Regions from separate parts of the Anser cygnoides genome. Here regions 1 and 3 are each linked to region 2. The links are chromatin contacts, called in public Hi-C maps. All regions are on one chromosome and are shown on one strand. Each heading gives the region's core, a stretch centred on a gene start, on an enhancer-like site or on the middle of the called end of the contact. The rest is flanking DNA. Distances are from core to core; before and after follow the strand shown.

Region 1 (4,170 bases), core at 831-3,330, 140 kb after region 2:
AAAGGGTAAGGCTTTGCCAGTATTTTGCATAAAGTTAACCCTAAGGCATGGCCCTGGAGAAATACGTATTCGAATGTTTCAGGAAGAGCTAAAACCTGCTCCCATAGCAATGAAAGGAGGCCTTGCCATTGTTTTATGAAGTTGGAAGAGATTCAAAGCATCCTATGACGGCTGCTTTGGGTTATGGGAGTCATGATTAGGGTTTCTGTTGCTGTTCTTTGAGGCACAGTTTGCTTCAGGTGTGTAAAATTCAGGCAATTGGGTTCTTGGTATATGAAATAATGACAGGCTGGGGAAAGTGGATGGGGTGTGGGATGGGATGGGACGGGATGGGACGGGACGGGATGGGATGGGATGGGATGGGATGGGATGGGATGGGATGGGATGGGATGGTAGGCTTACCACACGTTACCGATACCAATGTTTAAAAGTTATAATCATACTATTTGATGACCTTTCGGTAATGGCACAACCAGTATCATGTCCGAATTTATTATTTGTACAGAATTTTCTCCTGTGCTGTGTGGTTAAGACCACGACCCCTCAGCTCTGAAGCCTCAGCTTCTTTCCAAGCCTGGCACAGGGCTGGCTCTCCCTGCTAGCCCAGACTCTGCTAGAGCTGATTTTGGGGTGCAGGTGCTGGGCCATGGGATGGGCAACAGGGCTTGGGAAAGAGCTTGTGAGCATCGTAAAGGCATGTGGCTTCTGGCTTCCAGGAGGTTTTGGTGTGCTGGCATCAGAGCTTTTGTCTATCCCCCTCATAATAGGCGAGCGTCTCACTGTCTGTAACACATCCCCCTTCCTCAAACCCTGTATTTCGGTGTGGAAAAGGCAGTAGAGGGTGTCTTATCTCCAGATTTACAGGGGACTTGCTGCAAGGGCTGAACCCAGGCCTCCCAAGCTCCAGGCTCAGCCTCACATCACCAGCAGCTCCTGCCCTCTTCCTCCACAGCCGCCGGGCCGGAAAAAGCTGTGGCCATAATCTGGTGTTAAATCTCTTCTGATCAAGTAGCTTTGCTCTTAACAAAATAATCCTATAGAATGACTTGGCTCTCAGCTGGGAGCAGTAGGAAGATCTGGGCAGTGTATTACAGGCAGGGCACAGCACCAGGAAATTAAGCTTTATTATGTGTGCTCTGGCAGCGGAGCGCACACAGAAGTGATGTTTATGGCATTCGTGCCACCGTTCTTTCTTAATTCCTAATTCTTTTCCTATCACAGTATGGTTGGGATGTTCTCTTAGGGGAAAGCAAGGCTAATTTCTGTTTTTTATTTCTGTTTTTTTTATTTTTTATTTTTTATTTTTTGTTGTCGTTGGTTTTTTTAAGCTGACAGATGAACCAAGGGCTCTGCCCTGCCTGTCTGTGTTCACTCCTGGAGCGAGCAAGTCAGATGGGGCAAGAGCCAGACCTATCAAAGGTAGGTTCAACACCAAAATTGCTCCAGCTTGATCCCCTGACACCCACTGTCCTCTTCTGCTGACAGCCATGAGGCCGAGACCACCAGTATGTTCCCTTCTTGGAGCCCAGGGCTGTCAGGGTTCGGAGGCAGGGCAGTCATTGTGGTGAGCATCACCACTGCTGCCCAGACCCACAGAGTAAGGGGCAGGGGAGTCCCTTTGAGACCAGCTTGTCTGGCATATGGGAGCTCGTTAATCAGGCTGCAGATTAGTAATCTGGTGTTTAAAAGCATTATCATACTTTTTCCTCCCAGCTTTAGGAGCCTGGTAGTGGTAATTAAAGTCCGAAGCCCTGGTTTCAGTTCCTTTCTAATTTAAAGATTAGATACCAGCTATACTGAAAATCTTTTTCCATTTACCTTTGCCAAATCTTGAAAAAAAAGTGGAGTCATGACCCAAAGCAAAATCTCCAGCCCCTGTTAAGTCGCTGGCATGCTCCTTTGCCTCTGAGAAAGTCAGTTACATTGGGGTTTTCCCATATTTTGTTGTAGGGCATCGTAGTACTGATGATCAGAGAACCTGTCTCCAAAGATCTGTTCCATGGAAACAGTCATGATTTTCAGATGAAAATTTTAATTTCCTTCTCTGGAAATAACAGTGCTTACTGAACTTTCAGTTAGTTTTCGTCCATGTTTGTGAAATATTTTGCTGAACGTGGCCAAAAGGAGGGGCATAGAGGGCAGACCGGTAGTTTTCAGTACAAAAAAATCCTGAGAAAATTTTCAGGGGAAAATGAGGAGATGCCTTCAGTTCATCAGAGTGTAAAGGGCTCAGCCAGCTTGAGACTTCCCTATTTCAGATATGGTGCAGATACCCAATAAAGTCAACTCTTCTCACCTCTAGAGCTGCAAATGACACATTTATAATAGGATCCTCAGGAACAAGGGGCTCCGGGTTCAGCCTGAGTTTTTTAACACTTCTCAGGCTCTGTGTGAGCTTGAGCCTTCTCTTCATTCACCACGTTAATGCTAAACGCTGCTGAAACCACCAGGTCTCCCTCCAATAGATTTCCTATTAAAACTATTTATTTTACAGGATCTCTCTGTTCCCAAATATATACTAGTTTAACATTTCTGGAAAAGGTTTGGCTAGGCTTCCTCGGAACTGGACCTTTGCTCCCTCCCAAGGTTCATGAACCTTCACAACTCTCTAGGTGAACTCAGCCTGACTTTCCCATATATAACCAAATCCCAGGCCAGGTCAGTCTCATTTGGTTTCGTGTTTCACTATAGGCATTTTTTCACAGCTCCAGTTTTAAAGACCTGAGCGTGGGACAGATACAGGGCTCCCATAAATGCAGGCCATGGCCATGATAATCTTTGTGCATCCCATTTGTTGTATATGATGTTGAAATGTATTTCCCTGTAGCAAAATCCTGGAGTCACTGGGATGTGAATTACTAGCAAAGCAGAAATGGAAGAGGAGTGTTTATGGTTCATATGTTAAAATAATTCCTCCAAGGTTTGATGTACTCCCAGCCTCACACTAATTCTGTTTGGTCTGAGGCATTGTGAGTTTGCAAAAGTACCCAAAACGTTGAGGGAGGAAGCTCAGTTTGTTCTGAAATGACCACAAAAGGGCAAAGGCATTGGCTAGAAATGCACGCTATAATGCATAGTATGCAAAGTCTGCCAAAAAGTCTGAATTAGACAATTCTCTCCTGCTGTTTCCTTATAAGAGCCCAAAGAGGCGGTGCTTTATGTCAAGAAGCATGAGTCAATCCTCAGAGGAGGATGCTCAAATGGAAAACAGATCGGAGGAGGGCTCTGCAGGCTGTGCTGCTGCAGGTCCTGTCCCTTGAAGTGAAAAGCAGAGGAAGGGAGGAAAAATGGGATCGGTAACAAATGATGTGATGGCAGAGTGTCAATCACAGCGGAATTTCAGCCTGGCCCCGTATTACAGCGGCGCTGGGAGTGCTGTTCCAGCAAAGGCTGCGTCAGCACTTTGTTTAGCTTATACACCAATTTATTATCTGCCCTTTGGGCTGAGGCTGATTTTTCTAGGAGTTAACCTGGCAACAGCTCTCATCGTGTATTTTCAGCTAGCGCGTAGCTCAAGAGTTGTTTAACCTCTCACCTCTGCAGCCTCGGCCCTGGCTTATCCTATCACGGCGCAATTTGCTTGGAGTGGCTGGAGATGTAAGCCTGAAATGCAGGCTCTGCAGCAAAGACAGGGGGTTGCACAAAGCTCCCACACTCAGAAAACGCCTGCATGCTGTCCCCTCAGCCTGAAAGTCTCCTTGGAGGCGGCCAGAACCGGTGGGTGTTCTGGGGGAGTTTCCATCTCTTCTGACCTTGAGCATCACTGGGCCAAGGGAAGCAGGGCACTGATCCACGATGGCAAGCAGTGGAATTGTCCTACCTAATTTGCGACTGCCCGCTGGAAAAATGGGACTAAATACATCTTCTTTGTTCAATTCTGTTGTGGAGTGAAATGCTATAGTTTAAAATCCCGCCTTTGTAATGGGACTTGAAAGCAGCCAGCATGCCTGGTGGGTGATGGCTCATTAACCCACGATAACTTGATCAGACCACGCTGAGAGAACTGAAGGGCAATGGGTTGCTTGAACGAGGCGTTACTCTCCCAGGACCTCTAATGTCACTGAGATGGGAAACCATGGCATCGCTTGCTGGGGTGTGAAGCCTCCTGCTTAAATCAGGGTCGGTGCCTGAAGGTTGGAGCATGGTAAATATGCCACCAGTTCTGAAAGC
Region 2 (3,938 bases), core at 174-2,673:
AGTGATCCGGTAGTATCTGACTGTCACTGCAGGAGCATCCCAGGAGATCACAAGGCTGGTTGGGCTGGTGGGGGTAACTTCCAGGTCCCTTGGAACATCAGACACTAGAAACAGAAGTGAGAGGGAGTCTGAACACAACATACATCAGTACAGATCACACCCATCACACTGTACTTCTCTGCTTCTCATCTGTCTTAGTTCTAGCACCGCGCACACATCTACAAGTGATGTATCATATCTGGTTTTAACAGCATCTACCTCACTAAAGGACACCCCAAATCCTCAAGGCAACTTTTAGTCAGCTTACTCGTCCCTCAAGGCTTGCCTGTTGTTTGCTGGCCGACCAAGGGCACGCTCTCCTCCCTGCCGTTGACAGCAATGATGCTGACCACATACTCGGTCCCTGGGAGCAGGTTGGTAAGAGTGATGGAGTTCCGCGAGGGGGGCACGCGGTCCTCCTTGGGCTTGCTGGGACCATGCTCTGGGTGATACCGGATTCTGTAGCCGGTGATGGTGGCACGAGGAGCAATCCAGTGGACGGTGAAAGAGTTGGCAGTTATATCCGAGAAGTCAAGGCCAGTGGGGGAATCGAGACCTGGGTATTTCAAAGAGACAAGAGACTGAGCTCAGCTGAACAACTAATCATCACCACTGTCTTGTTGCATGAAGCTCAGTACCATGACCCTGCCGTATCTTAAGCCAAATGCTATTCAGCTGTGGAACTAAGCACACACATGTTCAGGATCAAAGCAAGATAAACAAGTGCTGGAACACAACTGCAGGAAAGTGTATGGCAACTTTGGTCAACATCTGAAGTCTTCTCTAAATAACCAGTCTGACTTGTTTTAATATTTGTTCTTACACAGACAACACAACATAAAGCAGCACACAACCAGCAAGCTCTGTTACAGCTGTAAAACAAAAGTCACCGACGGATACAATAGGCTCTGCCTAGGCTCGTTCTCAGGCACACATGACTGGTACATTCACATGAGGGTCTATGATGCTCTATTTAGAACCAGAAGTTGTAGTTCACACCGAATGAGATATTAGACGTCCTAGTATTTCCCAAGTTGTGGATTTGCATTGCTCTTTGATATCTATCTGACGGTCTGTCAACAAGGTGACCACACAAGCAAGGGCAGCAAGATCAACTTAATGGATGGCACTAATTAATGCATTAAGCATGTCTTATGCGTTGTCTAAGTACCTGTTTTCTGGATTCCAGACAAAGGTGCACTCTCATGTTGCTCAGAAACACTGTAGACTCTCACAAGATATTCAGTACCAGGGAGCAGATCTGTGGAGTTTAAGTAAAGGGGTTTAGACAGATTTCTTTACTAATGACTAGAAGTCACTTAAAAAGCTATGCAATTTTAATTGTGTTTATGGGGATAATCGGGTTTTACCTGATGGAAGATCTGAGCCTTCGTGACAGTCAAACTCAAATCTTTTTTTGTGGCATTACTGTTGCCAGAAATGTTTTAGCCTGAAGGAGCACAGTATCCTGTATCACTGTGTTCTTAAGTTGTGGGGACTGGCTAGAAGCAATGAGTTTTCATCACAGCCCCTTCTAGCTATCTAGTTATGTACCAGGGTAAAGCTTTAGCTGATATAAACTGAAACAGAGCTAGGGATTTTCAACACAGCTATTCTAATTTACATGAGCTTCAGATCTGGACCCTTATTCTAAAAAGAGCTATTGTCTTTCACTCAACCAATCCAATTCCAGGATGGGGAAAAAAAACCTTGAAGTAAAACACAACTTTTGCACCAGCAAAAATTAACTCAGTTTTTGAAAAGTGCCCAAGATTTTTTGCCATGTCCCCTGAAGTTCCAAACAGTATTTATCTTCTGGTCCCAAATATACAGAACCAAAGGAACAATGACCTTTGGCACATTCTGATCGCCCCTGCCCGCCCCCCCCCCCCCCCCTCCCCCAAACCTCTGCACTATAGGTCCTTGTCTTCTTTGGCAAACTAAGAGAGTAATATGTATTTACTCTTAATACCTAACCAGGCTGCAAAGCAAAGCAATTACCCCATACTCTGATTCACCACCGTCCTTGGACTGATGGGAAAAGCTTTCCTGTGGTTTGCTTTTAACTTAGTTAAAGCAAGTGGCCAAAATCCACCTGTGTGCGTTTGCATGAGGCTACTTTGACATCAGCTTGTATCAGCTGGGAGTTTGGCCAGTTATACTTAGAGCAAACAGTTTTCTTTTCCCTCATCTTATGCCACATCTCCACCCATATATAAGGGGCCTCTTATATTTGTCTTATGTAATTCTCTTACTTGTTAAGATCACCATGTTGTCAGAGGGTGAAATTGTCAGCTCTGCAACATCTTCATCCTTCTTCACAGGTGAGTAGCGCACCAAGAAGCTGCTCAGCACGATGGAAGTTGGTGCAGTCCACGTCACTCTCATAGTATCAGGCCCCACATTAGTGAAGCGGAGGTCAGTGGGAGGAGGCACAGCTACATAGCAAAGAACAAATATACATTAATCTTCTCTGATACATAAAAGCTGATTGAGACACATGTTTAGGGAGTCACTAGAGAAAATATCTCATGCATAACAGACTACTGTGTCAGATCCATGCAAACAGACTTCTAGACTACATTTGGTTCTACTACAGTTAAGAGAAAAATACGCCTGTACTGCTGTCAGGCTCCTTTAGCCTCCTGGCATTTCCCAATACTTTAAATATACCCTGCGGGGCTAATTTGAAAACAAGGTAGCAAGTTTCAGTAATGTGCTTCTTGCAGCTGGATTTCATATTACACATGTGGAGCCAAGAGAGGTTTAAAGTTGCCATACAGCAGCTTACAGCTGGAAAAGTCATCTCATCTAGAATTCATACATGCACACACAGGAGAGGAGAGGGTATACCACTAATTTCCTATGACTACTTCTACTTGTGTTGAAGGATTTACAGCCTCCGGATTTTCAGACACAATAGGATTTCATGCAAGAACCAGTTTTCAGCTCGCCTTCTGCCCATGCACTACAGAGACCCTTGACGGTGTGACATGGCTGTCAATGGCATGTCCTCAGGGAGTGGTGTTTCATCTGTGTCCTTTAGGGCATTGTGGAAAGAGTGGGGCCACCACTGAAACAAACTGCTAGAGGCTCAAATAGCTCTCAAGGCTACAAATAAGCTGGAGGGTGCCTGCTGAACTGCTTCACCCTTCGGCACTCTGATTTTGGGGAACCACAGTTTAAATGTCTGGTGTATATATAGCTCGTGTTTCACACTCTCGATTCCAACTGGATCCCAGAAATCTGAAGGTGAATGAGACTTGCAAGCCTGCAGCCATTCACAGTATTAAAATGCCTCAAATTAGAAAATTGAGCAGTGCATATCCAGCCCCAGCTGCCATTTAGAAAAAGGATTAAGCTGGGTTTGTCTGTCTTTCCCCCAGTGAGTGGCTCAATTCCTCTTTGGACAAAGCCCTGTCATCCCAACAGCTAGTGACAGCATGAAACACCGTCCATGTCACGAAACACAGAAGTTTTCAAAATTCACCCGTTTGCTGTGTCAGAGTGGTAGGGGCGCTCTCTCCGCCATTAATGAGTGTGATTACACTGATGTCGTAATCAATGCCCGGCTCCAAGCCTGTGACTGTGTAGTATCCTACTGAGGAGTCCACAAAATCTTCAAAAATAGGGACACTTTCTCCTGCCGCAACTACTGTGATGCGGTACCCAATAATGGTGGAGGCATTTAACGGGGTCCACCTCAGGCCGATGCTTGAGTCAGTTATGTCAACAAAGCTTAGGTCAGTGAGCTGGGGCACCTCTAATGAGTTAAAGAGCAAACGGAAGAGGCAAAGACACACAGAGGCAAAAGAAAGACGGGGGAGAAAAAAGCAGTGTTCATCACTATTAACATTGACAGAACTGTGGAAGCAATTGTGGTGATATGAAGACTTTCT
Region 3 (3,647 bases), core at 841-3,340, 160 kb after region 2:
TGGAGATAGAAACCCTCCATTTTACACTTTTAACTCTCCCTGTGAAAGCTTCCTCTTGGCAGCACATCGCATCAGTGGCTATTTTTACAGTCCCTGTTCTTCTGCCTCAGAGGCTGGGACAGGATCTGTATTCCCAAATTGCTGTGACCGGTGGCTAAAATGGGAGGAGTAGGATGTGAGGGCGTCTGGCATGGCAGGGAGGGGAAAAGGCCACTTGCACAAGGGAAAAACAATCCTAAACCCAAACCCCTGCCTGCTAGGAGAGGAATAATTTGGAGCAGGCTCTCCTGCTTTCCAGGTGATGCTCGTGTGGTGTTCTGGGGTGTACCAGCCTTTTTGTAGGTGCAGTGATGGTGATAAATTGATGTGAAAGCCGGTGATAGCTTTTCACCAAATGTTGAATCTTTATTTATTTTTATTAAGGGAGAGAAAAGCAATAGGGCACTTGACTAACCGAGCCCAGGGAGGTGCTCGTGATCCTGTGGTGCAAGAAATGGTACCTGAGCTCTTATTGCAGCTGTGACGTTGTGCTGTGCCTTCGGGAGATGCACCACAGCGTCTCTCCTGAGGCATCCAGCAGAGTTTGGGGCTTTTTCTTATCTTGCAGAGAACCATATTGTGCTCCAAGGTAACAGAATGGGCTCTGATCCCCAAACTCCCTTCTGCGTGAAGACTCTTTCCATGGTAAGTGATGGCTGCACTTGTTCTATCAAAAAATCATAAAAATGACCCCTCACCCCCACTGGATGCAAATCAATCTAAGACCTGACTTTAAAAAAAATATACATATTTTTATATATAATCTTAAATAAGTAAATAAATAAAAATCCATAGATGCAGACTCAGCAGGCAGTCTTGGAGAGTAAGCAGAGGAAAGTGTTGCTTAACGTGTAACCAAAATCATCCCTGGTGCAATGTAAGCCTATTACTACTCTGACTGTCTACCATGACTGCTGAGGAAGGATTAATCCATTCTTTGTCCTGTATGTAGTTGAAGGGCGTAATCATCCATCTTCTAGACTAAACAACCTTCATTCTTTCACTCTTTCCTCATAAATTGTGTCTTCTGGCCTTTCTTAATGTTCCCTCTTGGACTTTCTCCAGTTAACTCACATCTTCGAGAGCTCAGTGCCCAGGACTGCTCTGCGTTCGACGTCGAATCGCAGCCTGCGTTTGTGAATCTGGAGGTCTGGGGTTCCCCAAGGCTCATTTGGGGCAGAGCTAAGTAAATTTGCCTCTTGGAGAATGGAAGTAATAAGAAAGGACATGCCAAGAGGAGGCATCCAAATGCCAGTGGCCTCTCCATCAGTCTGCCATCCTCGTGTTATTAGCACACAATTTCTGCTTCCCAACAGCTTACACCCAATGCGTGTAATCTTTTGAGATCCAGATCTCTTTTATTGCTGATCTCAGGGCCATGACTAAAATCAGCATTGTTTTGTCCAGCTCCTAGTCTTTAAAGGCATTTTCCTCCTTCCTCCCCCCACAATCTTTTCTTTTCCTTTTCCCATTACCAATCCGTACGGTTAATGATTTAAAGTCTGGGTCACAGGCACTTGAGCACAAGCTTTGAGCCTGGCTTTGGTGAGAGCAGCTGAACAAGGGACTAAACATTTATAGGGTCAGGAGCTCCAGGGGCATTAACATCTGCTCAGGCTCCATCTTCCCACAGAGCCACATCCCCTGCCACCAGAGGATGGCTAGGGCTGGCCTGGGACTAAGCAATTGCTAATGTAATAGCTTAGGTTGCTCCACAGCTTTAACGTTCATTTTTAAACATCCTTTTATTTATTTTAGGAGAATCCTACTCACTGAAAGGTAAGTGTTAGCTTTTTTGTTTTCTTTTCTTACTGCAGCATCCTCGTGGTGAGGACAAAGCCCAGCCTTTGTTTATACCGGGAAAAGTGCAGATAGCACTTGTTTACTCGATGTGGATATCCCTACCTGGCAGCTAGGCAAAGTCCCCAAAAAGCAAACACAGGGGAGTGAGGTGGTGTCCTTAAATAAAAGCAGGATGGCCACGCTGCGCGTCGAGCCGAATGCTTCGCATAGCTGTGCTGTCAGCAAATACAGCGAGCCAGAGGGCAGGCAACCAGTCGCTAGCACGGCTTCTTTCTGAGCTCTTATTTGCCTTCCCATTTGTTATCTTGGACATAAAGAGGTCTGTAAGCCAGGGATTTGGGCAGTTAACCTCAAATAAACCCTAAAAGACCTACTTCACTGAAGTGTAACAGCGTCTGTTGAATTTAATGGAGCTGGGCTAGCTCTCACCGAGGGTGATTTGGCCTCTGAAAGCTTGCTGTTTCCTGGAAGCTAATGGCATTTGTTGGTCATCTCTTTTGCTTTGCGTGCAACTTTGATTACTGCCTTTGTCTGCTGGCTTTATGCACGTCTCCTCCGCAAAGTGCGCGTGTGCATGTGTGCAAGAGGAGCCGGCAGCGGAGGGATGGACCACTGTCAAGGCAGGCGTTTGCTTCGGCTGTGAAGTCGCCTTTATAAGCTCAGACAGACAGCAAATATTTGATGAGGAGCAAGAGAATCAGGTATGCTGCTTGACAAAATGGATAGCCCCGAAAGCGGTGCTGTGACTCACCAGCAGATCATTTCATAGCCTCACCCGGCCCTGTGGCTTCAAAACGCTATTTAGGATCAAAGCATCTTCCAAACAGTCGGGGTTGTTTCCTTAAACAAAACCAAATCATGCTTTATAAGGTCAGCGAGCTCCCAAAGAGCCAGTTGGTGGACTGCAGCTGCAGATGGAGCGCTGTGGCATGAAGTGAAACTGCTCGGAGAGGCTGTCAGCAGCTGGCGCTGACGGGGAGAGCCGGGCGTGGGAGCCCATTTCTATTTCTCTTTTCTCCTTTCTACAGGTTGGTGATTCACTGATGGGTGAAGGAAACTCACAGCCACCCGAAGTCCCACTCTCAGCTCTCGGCACGTAGAGTAGCACAAATCATTTCCAGCTCAACTCGACTTCTCGAGGTTTCAGGCTGGAAAATAACCCCCACCATGGGTCGCTGGGAGACAGGAATTGTATTTAAGCACGGGCTTTGGCCAAGCGAAAAGTTATCCAAATGTGGCTGTTCTTTTGCTCTGTGTAATGACTAGCAATTGAGAGATCATTGAAATAAAATACAAATCCAGCAATTTGGAGGCCCTGGAAGATAAAAAGCCTGACTGCATCTGTCTCGCCTCCTAAAAGCACCAAGCTGTTCACTGTTTGATACAGCATCCAGACGTGGGGCTTCTGATGTGAGCTGAGAGCAGCAAATCAGAGGAATTAAAGCATCCCCCACTCTGAGGGACAGCCTCTGGACAAAGACCAAAGTGGCCCCAGCTCCTATGGGAAAAGCTTGTCCAAGGACAGGCGGGAGCAGAGTGAATTAAATCTCTTTTGAAGCCTTATTTTTAATATAGGCAGATCCAAGCCACAAGCTGGGAATTCAGGAGGCCATGTGCCATTCCCTGGTGGTCCCTGATGTCTGGCAGGATTTGTTTCTGAAGTGCTTCACCTTCCCAAATGCTGATGTCTCTCCTGCTGACTTCAGTACACCAAGCCTGACCACCTCCCTAGGACCTCGGTGCAATCTCACGTAGCTCAGCTAAAGGAGATCATACGATCATTAAGGTTGGAAAAGACCATCAAG

Evidence for each region. Hi-C and Micro-C count contacts between places; a contact is called where the count stands out from the background.
Region 1: a contact with region 2 is called in a Hi-C map of liver, with 4 times the contacts expected there. The contact joins two enhancer-like sites. A contact is called at or near these places in 2 of 7 Hi-C or Micro-C datasets (both in liver).
Region 3: a contact with region 2 is called in a Hi-C map of liver, with 1.6 times the contacts expected there. The contact joins two enhancer-like sites. A contact is called at or near these places in 3 of 7 Hi-C or Micro-C datasets (fetal liver and liver).

The regions. Positions count from the first base shown.
Region 1 is chr6:10,680,776-10,684,945 of Taihu_goose_T2T_genome, forward strand. LOC106034489 reads left to right here. Exons shown (of 21, transcript XM_066999647.1): 9 at 1,329-1,419. Among named protein-coding and RNA genes, the nearest start is that of MREG, 44 kb to the right of the region's middle. Within about 2 kb of position 2,081, at least 2 of the 3 cell types and tissues checked have open chromatin away from gene starts, as enhancers often do. A contact at or near this core is called in liver, where this site is marked.
Region 2 is chr6:10,543,473-10,547,410 of Taihu_goose_T2T_genome, forward strand. It overlaps FN1 (fibronectin 1), which reads right to left. Exons shown (of 46, transcript XM_048058515.2): 25 at 3,530-3,802; 26 at 2,295-2,477; 27 at 1,211-1,300; 28 at 326-595; 29 at 1-104. Among named protein-coding and RNA genes, the nearest start is that of FN1, 34 kb to the right of the region's middle. Within about 2 kb of position 1,424, at least 2 of the 3 cell types and tissues checked have open chromatin away from gene starts, as enhancers often do. A contact at or near this core is called in fetal liver and liver, where this site is marked.
Region 3 is chr6:10,702,476-10,706,122 of Taihu_goose_T2T_genome, forward strand. LOC106034489 reads left to right here. Exons shown (of 21, transcript XM_066999647.1): 15 at 608-684. Among named protein-coding and RNA genes, the nearest start is that of MREG, 23 kb to the right of the region's middle. Within about 2 kb of position 2,091, at least 2 of the 3 cell types and tissues checked have open chromatin away from gene starts, as enhancers often do. A contact at or near this core is called in fetal liver and liver, where this site is marked.